2 separate regions of the Anas platyrhynchos genome follow, and region 2 is linked to region 1. Evidence: chromatin contacts called from public Hi-C data. All regions are on one chromosome and are shown on one strand. Each heading gives the region's core, a stretch centred on a gene start, on an enhancer-like site or on the middle of the called end of the contact. The rest is flanking DNA. Distances are from core to core; before and after follow the strand shown.

Region 1 (5,219 bases), core at 1,508-4,007:
TTAGAACAATTCTTCCCATTAGAGAAAGTGAGACCCATGCTTTCATTTGAAAAAAAAAAAAAAAAAAAGAGAGGGAAGAACAAAAATCCACCAAACAAATGACAAAAAACAACAAAGGCAGCATTAAGGAATGACCAGTTAAAAGCAGCTGAGCCTCCCACCTTGGAGATATTCAGAAGCTATCTGGACATGGTCTGCAGCAACCAGTTCTGGGTGTCCCTGCTTGAGCAGGGTGTTGGACCCGGTGACTCCCAAGGTCACTGCCAGCTGCAACCATTCTGTGACATAAGTTTACCCCATTGTGAGCTGAGCCCTCGTTTTCAAAGCTAGGATATTCAGGATTGCGAAGATGTGTAAATATGAACCAACTGTGGATGCTTGCTGCTTGATGTTTAGAAGAATGCAGTTTGCTGTGTTACTACTAAGTAGGTGGTTGTGTAAGAGTGAAACTGCATTCTGTAAAAGAAATCAGCTCTTGACAATATGAATCTTCAAATCAGACTTTTCCTTTAATTTTTCCTGAAATAAATAGTGTTGAGGTCTTTATGTGTAGTGATCGCAGTTATGCAAAGAGGAATTATTATATTTTTATTGGAATCTGTTTGGGAATCAAAAGGAACATTAACAGAACATCATGGCATTTATGTGTAGCCTTCATAAACTGATGGTTGGTCTTCCACTGAAACGCAAAAAAAGCCTGTACTTCAGATTGTGTTCCTGCCACACTGAGGGAATAAACAACTCAGATCTTATTTTTATAGACTTACATGGGATTAAAATATTTAATTGCACTGCTCTGATGATCTTCCTTCCAAGCCCAACATAATGAGTGGATGATTTTTGTAGTCAACTATTTATGCACATTGATGGAATATTTAACTCTATTATACTAATATGGTCAGCACTTGCTATTCTTATGTGCATAAATGAAAATAAAAAGATCCAATTAAATTTTAAAAATAGTTATTTGGTTTATAATTTTGGCTTAGAATTTCTTGTTACTCCATTTGAAGTGTGAAACAAAAGCTCTGTTATTTATTTATATATATATATATTTATAAAGTGCCTATCACTGTATTGATAAACACTCTTTGAAACCACTCTGATGACGGGGATAAGAACAGGAGTTGGCCTTGTTCTGCCTTCCTTATCAAGGTTTGATAAAAGACATTGATTTAAAATAAAAAATCACAGGGCTTGTTTTGGTCCTGCTGACTCCATCCTAAACTACATGCCAGGCACATACACATTCTAGCACATAGTATCTGGGAGGTATTAAACTAAAATTTGAGAGAAAATAAAATGCTTAGTCAAATAAAAGGAGTTAAATTCTTTTCAGCAGCTTTGAGCGGTCCTAGTCAGGAATAGATACCGCTTAGTAATGGAAGGTTCCCAACAGGTCCTATGCCTGTTCCGTAGTCCCCAGCTCCTATGGTGTATTTATTTATTTTTATTTATTTTATTTATTTGTTTTTTTTAATTATTATTATTATTTTTAAATTATTTTTTATTTATATTTTTATTTAAATTATTTTTATTTTTTTAACACTGTTGGAAGTCATAAATATATCTTAGTATACCATCAAATATATGTGTAATTTTAATGCATGAAAATGTCATCTACTCAGAGATTATTTTTATTTTCAGGAAGTAAAGCAGAAGAGCAAGGAAATTTCCATAAGCTTAAGTGTTCTTTCAGCAGATTTATTCCAGCATATTTATAGGCATTCTTTAGAACATGTTCACGTAGCAATTTTATCCATATAATTTGCTAATAGAGAAGTCAAATATTCTGAGTTCTATTGATGAGATAGTATTTTATTCCCTTGATCAACCTGGATTATGCTTATGTATGCAGTAGAGCATACTGTACAGATCTCTAAGGCAGAGCCAGCCTAAAACAATTACTTGTACAGAGCTTGCTGCAGTGTCTTCTGAGGATACTCACTGAGGGATAATAAGGCAGAGAGGCAGAGAGGTGATAAGGATTGTGAAGAAAGGAGGCTGGGAAGAAATGAGTTTCCCCAGGGTATGGAGAATGCTGAGGTACTCAATGATTTTTTTGCCTCAGCCTTCACAAGCAAGAGCTCCAGCCTTTTAGCCCAAGCTCCAGAAAGCAAAGGCAGGGACCGTGAGAATGAAGAGCTGACCACTGTAGGAGATCATGTCTGAGACCAGTGAAGGAACCTAAAGGTGTTCAGGTGTCCATGGGACCTGATGAGATGCATCCACGGTCCTGAACTAACTGGTAAATATAGATGCTAAGCCACTGTCTGCCATACTGGAGAAGTCGTGGCAGTCCAGTAAAGTTCCCGCTAGCTGGAAGAGGGGAAACATAACCCCCACTTTTAAAGAAAAAAAGGAAAACCTAGGGAACTAAAGGCCAGTCAGTCTTTCCTCTGTGCCCAGCAAGATTGTGGAGCAGATCCTTATGGAAACTGTGCAAAGGCACATGGAAAATAAGGAGGTGATTGGTGACAGCCAAAGAAAGTAGAAGAGGACAGACATACCTGAGCCACTGTCAGATGCGGAGTGAACATGCACACTGAAGAGAAGCTTGAAGTGGATGCTGTGACTGACAAACTTTCTGTAACTCAAGTCTGTATAGAGACATGGGCTCAGGGCCGAAGAAACTGAGGAAAATTTTTCTACTAATTGCCAGAGGCCGTTGTGTACTTGCTGTATTCTTGTGGCTCCAGGGTCACGCATGTCAGGCTCACGTCCTGTGGCCTTTTGTGTCAGCCCTCAGATGCTGTGGCCCAGGGTGGATGTATGCTGAGTCACCCCTGGGGATGATGCATCCTAATCCACTCCGTATGAATACTCTGCAGTGGAGAAGTTCAGCGTGGGAGAACTAAAGTGCTGTTGTCTCAGACGTCTGGCAAATGAGAACGATTTTTACAGGTGTACAGCGTGGCCAAATTCCAGTGTGTTTAATGCAAAAATCTTCCACATCTGGAAAATTTCCTACTGTATTTCATGTCATTTCTCCACATGAAACCACTGTACCTTCCGAATAAAATGGATTTATAAATTTAAGAATGGCAAAACATAAGGTGTTCATCTCATTCTTGAATACAGAAGAATTATTTTTGTTGGAAAGAAATTTTCAGTGAAAAAATGTCTATTGGAAAGAAGAAATAATCAGAACAGAAATCTTGTATAGGAAATTTTAGCCTATTTTAAATTAAAATAAAAGCATTTGCTATACAGATTATGTCATAAAAAATAATTAAACTAGAGTGAAATTATCTGGAAGAATTTGACTCCTTTGGGTTAAAAGACGAGAAATATAAAGAGGAATTTGGACCGTGTCTTCAAATATACTAAAGGTTTCTGCAAAAATGAGTTATGTTAACTGTGAATAGTACAAGAAATAACAGGCTTAAATTGCAATAAAATATGTTGGAAAAAAATCCTTCTGTAAGGATCATCAAAAATGGAAAAAGATTACTTATAGATGTATATTCACCTCCATTGTTGGACAACTTTTAAAATAGGTCAGCTAGACTTCTGTCAGATGTAACATAAAAACCTACTCTAAGCCCTGGGGACACGTGTGAACTGCATAATCTTTTGAGATTATGCTTTCTTACTTTTTTTTAAAGGGGAAAGGTCACTGTGTAGCAGCAATTACTAGGTCCGTGTGATATAAAAGCATGTTACTAATAACTGTAGTCAGATAAAAACTGCATTTTACATTTAAAGACTCTGCATACCAGCAAGAGAGATTCTGCTCATGAGATGAATAACAGGATGATTGTTTGCAGTAGAAAACCCAATAGTATGACAAAATGGCAAATATTTAAAAAATACGAATTCTTCAGATTCTTAACTCAGCAAGCTAGAACGTCATGCAGTAGATTTTATAGCACTCTTCTTCAAAGAACCAAAACAAATGCATGAACCTCTACTGAGTTAAAATCACGACATCCTTAGATGCAAGGTCTCTGAGACCACAGCTGCCCATTAAATTGAAACCAAAAAAATCAAGTTTATGTAGCACCATCACATTTTCCCATAAGGCCATAATTGGAGTAAGAGATTTACATCTCCATCAGCAGGAGATCTGAAAGTAGCACTTCCTGAATTGACCCAAGTGAATGGGTGAACGACTTCAGTACAAGATTAAAGTAAGATACATCTCAGTTTGCTTTCAGCAGCTGTTTGTCATGATTAGAGTTATAAACAAGATGAGAAATAGGAATATAAATCACTTTTGTACATTTTATCTGGCATATTCTAGATGGATGGATAGATTAACTGCCACCTGTGGCAGTTTGGGGTATACTTATGGATTTTTGTCTTCCTGTTATTTTCAGTTCTTTTGTCTTAATAGAAATTAATGACTGTAGAAGCAATTACAATGGCAACATGAGATTTTACGTAAATAACAATTTGGCATTTTTCAGTATTGTGTTGTAGCTTTAAAAGTAATCTCTCTGATCTTTTGCACCACTTCAAATCTATATTACTTATAGCAATGTCATATGCAAAATTTTTTTTCTAATAGATTTACTAAAAGGATTGTTTTGTGTTGTATCATACAATTATTAAGGCAGCTTCTCAGCCTATTAAATGTAGCTGTACATTGATCTGTATTTGATTACTGTGTTTAATGTTGCTTAATGTGCATGAACATAACTATATAGAAAGGTTTTAATTAAAGGGCTTCTTTCATGGAAGGTTTAAAGGCAGATGGTGTTTGTTTATATTTTGTGTTTAACAGAAATTAAAAAAAAAAAAAAGAAAAAAGAAAAGAGCATTTAGTGTTTACTTGTAGCTCATCTATCCCTGGAAATTAAAGGAAGCAAAGTTGAACAAAGTGACACTGTTCTGCAAGAATAAACTGTACTCCTCCTGTTTAAAGTCCAGCGTGCTCCTACACTTCAGATCTGGCTGTGGACCAATTGTAAAGTATTCCTTTTTCCTGGAACTGAAAGGCTGCCTATTATAACAGCAATAATGCTGATAGCATAATCAACATTACTTAAAATCTGCTTTGTATCTCTCGTCTGTTGCTTCTGAGTTTACGTCATACAGAGTTGTATATTACTTTGTGCCAGAAGAAGGATGAATTGGCAGTTTCTGTTAATGGAGATGAAAAGCAGTGATTTTTCAAATTTATTTGCATCCTTTGAGTATTTATAAATTATGAAAGAATACATCATTTGATGATAGTTCATGTCTTTAAAGTCTTTATATGCGAGTTGCTGGAA
Region 2 (5,219 bases), core at 1,437-3,936, 36 kb before region 1:
GCAAAAGTGGTGCTGAAGGAAACAGTTTCTGATCCACACTTCAGTCTTCTGAGGACTGGGAAGGAAGAAGGGGAGATACTGGGAACAGCTGTAGAATAAGGTTGATTATCCCAGTGGGTCTAACATATTGTGGGGGACATGGGTTAGGAAATTCTGAGCTAGGGTTTTGATTGGTAGGTTGTTACGATCAGTAGTCACTAATCTTTTCTTTTTTTCTCTGGTAGCGTGAAAAGTCAGATATATGGAAGAAGTGTTTCGTTTGTCTGCTCTTTACATATGTGGGAAGGAGTCTTTTGAGAAGCAGTCTATTGGTTGAAAGAATGGAAGATATTTTAGATAAGAAATTACTTTTGCTTATAGGAAACTTACAATGCTGGCAGATTGTTTAAACTGAGATACTAGCATGGATGTATCCCCATGCACTGGAATAAAAAAAAAAAAAGTTTTTTTTTTTTTCTGATTGTCCTTTTTTTTTTTTTTTTTAAATCCAGCACTACACAAAAGAATAAACATTTCTGCTCAGCTTCAGGATATTGAAAACAGCAGTTTACAGTTGCAGTGTATTTTGAATGGTAGGTACCATGCCCTGTGGACACAAGCCTAAGAATGGGTTCAGATGAGATTAAATAATGGAATGGCCTCAAACATAAGATGTATTAAAAACTAACAGAGAGGAGAGGAGATCTTTTGTCTGACTAGCATCTCTGATATAACTGAATTGCATATTGATGTAGGTAACTGCAATCTTTTTTTTTGTTTGTTTGTTTTTTTTAAAAATAAACGTTTTCGTAGCTGTCCACTAGGTGGAGGTAGAGTTCTTCTCATTAAAGCCTAAGTGCAAAAAATGTTTTTCATATTTTTTTTTACAAGTAGACACTATTGTGTTTAAGTTCTTATTGATTTGCATTTAATGTTTCAATTCATTCTGAAAAATACAATAACACTAGTCTCTTATTTCTGATGGTACATTTTCTTTATTGCGTTAAAAAATATCTTCATCTCTCAAGCTGCTACTGGTTTTGGAAGGTCATGCTTTCATCTGGAAAACTGTCTTGTGTGAGCTTACAGAGATTTACCAATGTTGAAATAAATAATTGTTGTTGCTTTGTCACTTGCTGATTTAAATTATCTGACTAATAATGTTTTACACTTAGCTTTTGAGGTGGCATATTAAAGAAGGATATGCTGAAGTGCTACAGACAGAGCGGACAATAGATCAATCTTCGTGAAGTGGTTTATTCTTCTAGGGGAATTAGTCTTTAAGAATTTTCCAAATTACTTCTCTAACCCATTTTTATAAAAAAGACACGTCCAGCTTTTCTGATCTGCTGCTTAATCCACATTTTCATAGTTGAGACTTAACCTTTTTTTTTTGCTGGCACTAATATGCCAGCATCACTTCAATGTGTAGTCTGTCACTCCTTAGGTATATATGCTATAACTGATTTTTTTTCTCCCTAGATACCTGTAAGGTGTCGGCATAAAATGATGAGAGGCACAGACCTTTTAAAAGCATGTTAATGTAGTGGTCTGTTGGATTAAGCATTATGAAAAGTTCCATTTAGCAAATGGAGCAAAAGAGTAACATCTAGTTCCAAAACAAATGAGTGACAAATGAAGAGTTGAAAAAACTTTGCCGTGATTTTAAAATGTTTGTATGTGTTCAACTTACCAGTGTCTTTCAGGTTTAGATTGTGGAGTAACAGAAGGGTTTGGGTTGGAAGGGACCTTACAGATCACCCAGTTCCAACGCCCCACACCTCCCATCAACCCAGGTTGCCCAAAGCCCCATCCAGCCTGGCCTTGAGCACTTCCAGGGATGGGGCATCCACAGCTTCTCTGGGCAGCCTGTGACAGTGCCTCACCACCCTCTGAGTAAAAAAAGTTCCTAGTGCCTTATCTAAAGTTTTAGTTTAAAGCCTGTATTTGTGCTTGGGATTGCCCCATCCCAGGTGCAGGACCTTGTACTTGGCTTTGTTAAACTTCAAGAGGTTTGCACAGGGCCATCTCTCAAGCTCTAGATCCTTATTGCTTATCATAAGTACTTGCTTACTAATGAATTACGAAAGCATTGAAGTAATAGACTTCCTTTCAGGTTATCTGGCATATTTATTTATATGCAACCAACATGGCAAAGGTCACTGGAAAATTTGCCTTTCAATTCTCAGATAATAGAACACTGAATTATTTACATAATAAAGTGTTAATATATGTTTTTCAGAAAATCCAAGAGCTCTCTTTGATAGAAACTTTTCAGGAGGCTCAATTGCATTATGTAGTAGCCTAGGAGAAGTAGGGTATGTTAGAATATGCTGGGTGTTTTAGGAGGAGTGGGTTGTGTTAGGACGATGGGGGCTGGGTCTAGGAGACCTGGTTGCATTTTGTTCAACAGCTATCTCCTCCTGGTATCAGTCCCGGATGTAATTTTCACGTCAGGTATTAGCTCTTCCAGACAGTACTTGCCTCTTTCAGAGTGAGTGACCAGTATCAGTATTCCATAACTAAAATTAAATTTCTTAATTTCAGCAATTATTTGCTTTGATTAGGTGTAATGTCAGTCATACAAAAATACAGAGAAAGCAGGTTGGCTGATTCCTCTAAAGTTGTGTAGTGCAAACAGGGGCTTGATAAGATTGTCTCGACTTCTAGTCCAAATACCCAATCACTGCGTTTCAGGGTTTAGCATGATTACTTATTGTGCAATTGTGTATATTGTGTATATAAACTACTTTGCTGTTAGCTTCCTTGAGGACACTTTACACATGACATACTAAAATGAGCCTAAGGGTGTGTGATCTGCAGCTCTTCAGTGCAGAGTACATGAGCTGAAACAAAAAAGTCTGAACAAGTATGGGCTTTTTACCTCCACTTTCCTGGAAAAGCACATGTTGCAGCTTCTCTCCTATTAGTCAGAACACAGGATTTGTTCTGCAGGCCTCAACCTTTCCGCAGAGCTAAGAGCATTTTCTGCCCTTTTTTTTTTGTCATGTTCAACAATTTCCTATAAATCGGTTTCCTGAAATAGCACTTCAATTTTTGTCTTTAAGCTAATTTTTATTGCTAGCATCACTGTTTTCCCTCACTTGCTGATAAGAGCTGTTGCTTCCTGGTGATGCATCTAGTTGGCTTCTGTCATTGAGGCGGAAATTATTTGCAGAATGTTGAAGTAGTTCCTTTTGTTTAAATTGCCGTTTATCTTTAGTTTAGCCATTTTCCTCTTACTCCGACAACTGGTTATTGTTTGGCAAAGGAGGAGTTCAGTTTTGAAGTTTTGTTATTAATTTTTTGCAGATTTTTCTAGAGAGTACATGCACAAGAATCAAAGATTATTCAAGAACTGTACAAAACCTCTGATCAAATTTGGGAATGTCTTTTTGTTACTGTTACCAGTGGATATTGAATTATATTGTAGTATCCATGTATATTTGAATGTGTGCACGTTTATCTAGGTATCTATTTGTAAATTGTAAATCGAATATTCGTAGAACAGCTGTAGACTTTGTGAAAAACATACATAAGGAAATATTTTAATATACATATATGTGGAAAACACAGTTTATCTGCCTTCACTCTGCATTATTTTTAGGCACTGAAGGGAGGCCATGAAGAAATGAATCTGTATTTATTCAGGGTCTCCTCACAATGTAGCAGAAAAAGGTATCTCCAAAGCACGATTCAGCTCACATAGGAGCTTAAATTGCACTTCGTTGGGCCCTCTTGCTGCTAACCGTATATAATAACTACACCATAAAGGCACCAGGACTGCTTTTGGGTGCACCAGCACAGACTGATCTGTGGTCCTTCTACAGAATGGTTTTGTGACCTTGGAGAGGGTGACCATGGACAAACTATCTTTTGGGGGAATGCCTGTGGCCAGCTCTAACCCCACCTCGTCCTGTGAAATAGCAGGGGAGAGCTGTCTGGCCACAGCCGTGCCAAGGACCCATCTGAAAAATACCCCTGGGTAACACTGCTGGAGTGGCAGTGGCCAGCGACGGTTCTTGGCGGTGCTGTCTTTGTAGTACGGAAGCAACCTGTGAGACTATGGGATGGATGGAGGCTTAACCTAAACGCTCAGTGTTAGGGACCTAAGGGTGTGTGGGGTGAATCAGGTGTAACAGCTTATACCTGTCTGGAGGTGAAGGGTAGTCCTTGTGGTACCTGTCCTTGGACTGAAGTGTAGAGGGTCAGTGTGTTTCTATCATGTTTCTTGTGTAGAGGAATTCGATCAGAGAAAAGCTCCTGTGTTCACCAGAGATGTGTTAGAAATACTATTAATTTCTAAAATAAAAGCAGAGAGGATGTCTGTTTACTTAAAAAGAAACAAAAATAACAAAGAAAGACTTCTGTTGATAAGTGTTTTGAACCCTGGATACAATATCCATGTGCTTCAGCCTTCCTTCACTTTTTTAAAGCAAGAAAAACTCTATAATAATAATTAAAGTTCTGTAACATAACAGTACATTAACATAAAGACAAAAATATTGTGTTATTTTTATTTATTGTTACCAATTATGACTATTTTACATTCAATTTTTATAAATCATCATAGCTGTGCTTTAAAAGCTAATTTAAAAATCTTTGAAAGCACATGCTGGCATGTTTTTTTTTACTTGTAAATTATACATAAGTAGGGTTATACTTTTTTTTTTGTCATACATTTAACACAGTCTGTTATTTTGAATGCTGTATGTATGCTGTACAGGATTTGATAAGATGTATTTTCTCAGCAACACTTAGAGCCTTCTGCTGCATATGAGGAATAATAAGAATATACATCAGAGTACACCCGGCACGTTTTTGTTTCCTCTAACTGTTGTGCTGGAGCAGTTCATGTCACAGTTGTCTTTTTTTTTTTGTCTCCAGAGTTGATTGCTGAAATTTCCTTTTTTTTTTTTTTTTTTTTTTTTTTTTTCTGCTCATTGTTTATTTCTATTATAAACAGGCTGGAATACAGACCATCTCTTAAAAGCCTAGACACGGTAACAGCAGAGTCAGCACCCTTGCCATCCTGCAGAAGCCCGTTTCTGCAGTAGGTCCGTACGGATGGGTAGGTGTAGGTTGGAGAGTTGTGTAAGTACTTCAATGCAAAAGTATTGAGCAAGTTAAAGAAAACACTGCTACTTTGAGCTAAGGGGTTTTGCCCGTAGTTTGAATCAGACATTGTAATAACACAGTTTTTAAATTAAGAGAATTCTATTATTTATATGCATAGTGTA

Evidence for each region. Hi-C and Micro-C count contacts between places; a contact is called where the count stands out from the background.
Region 2: a Hi-C map of liver shows a contact between it and region 1, with 2.1 times the contacts expected there. The contact joins two enhancer-like sites. A contact is called at or near these places in 2 of 8 Hi-C or Micro-C datasets (liver and subcutaneous adipose tissue).

What each region holds. Positions count from the first base shown.
Region 1 is chrZ:14,656,124-14,661,342 of IASCAAS_PekinDuck_T2T, reverse strand. All of the region lies in intron 3 of TTC33 (tetratricopeptide repeat domain 33), which reads left to right. Among named protein-coding and RNA genes, the nearest start is that of PTGER4, 21 kb to the right of the region's middle. Within about 2 kb of position 2,757, at least 1 of the 8 cell types and tissues checked has an H3K27ac peak or open chromatin away from gene starts, as enhancers often do.
Region 2 is chrZ:14,691,953-14,697,171 of IASCAAS_PekinDuck_T2T, reverse strand. All of the region lies in intron 1 of TTC33 (tetratricopeptide repeat domain 33), which reads left to right. Among named protein-coding and RNA genes, the nearest start is that of TTC33, 8.9 kb to the left of the region's middle. Within about 2 kb of position 2,686, at least 1 of the 8 cell types and tissues checked has an H3K27ac peak or open chromatin away from gene starts, as enhancers often do.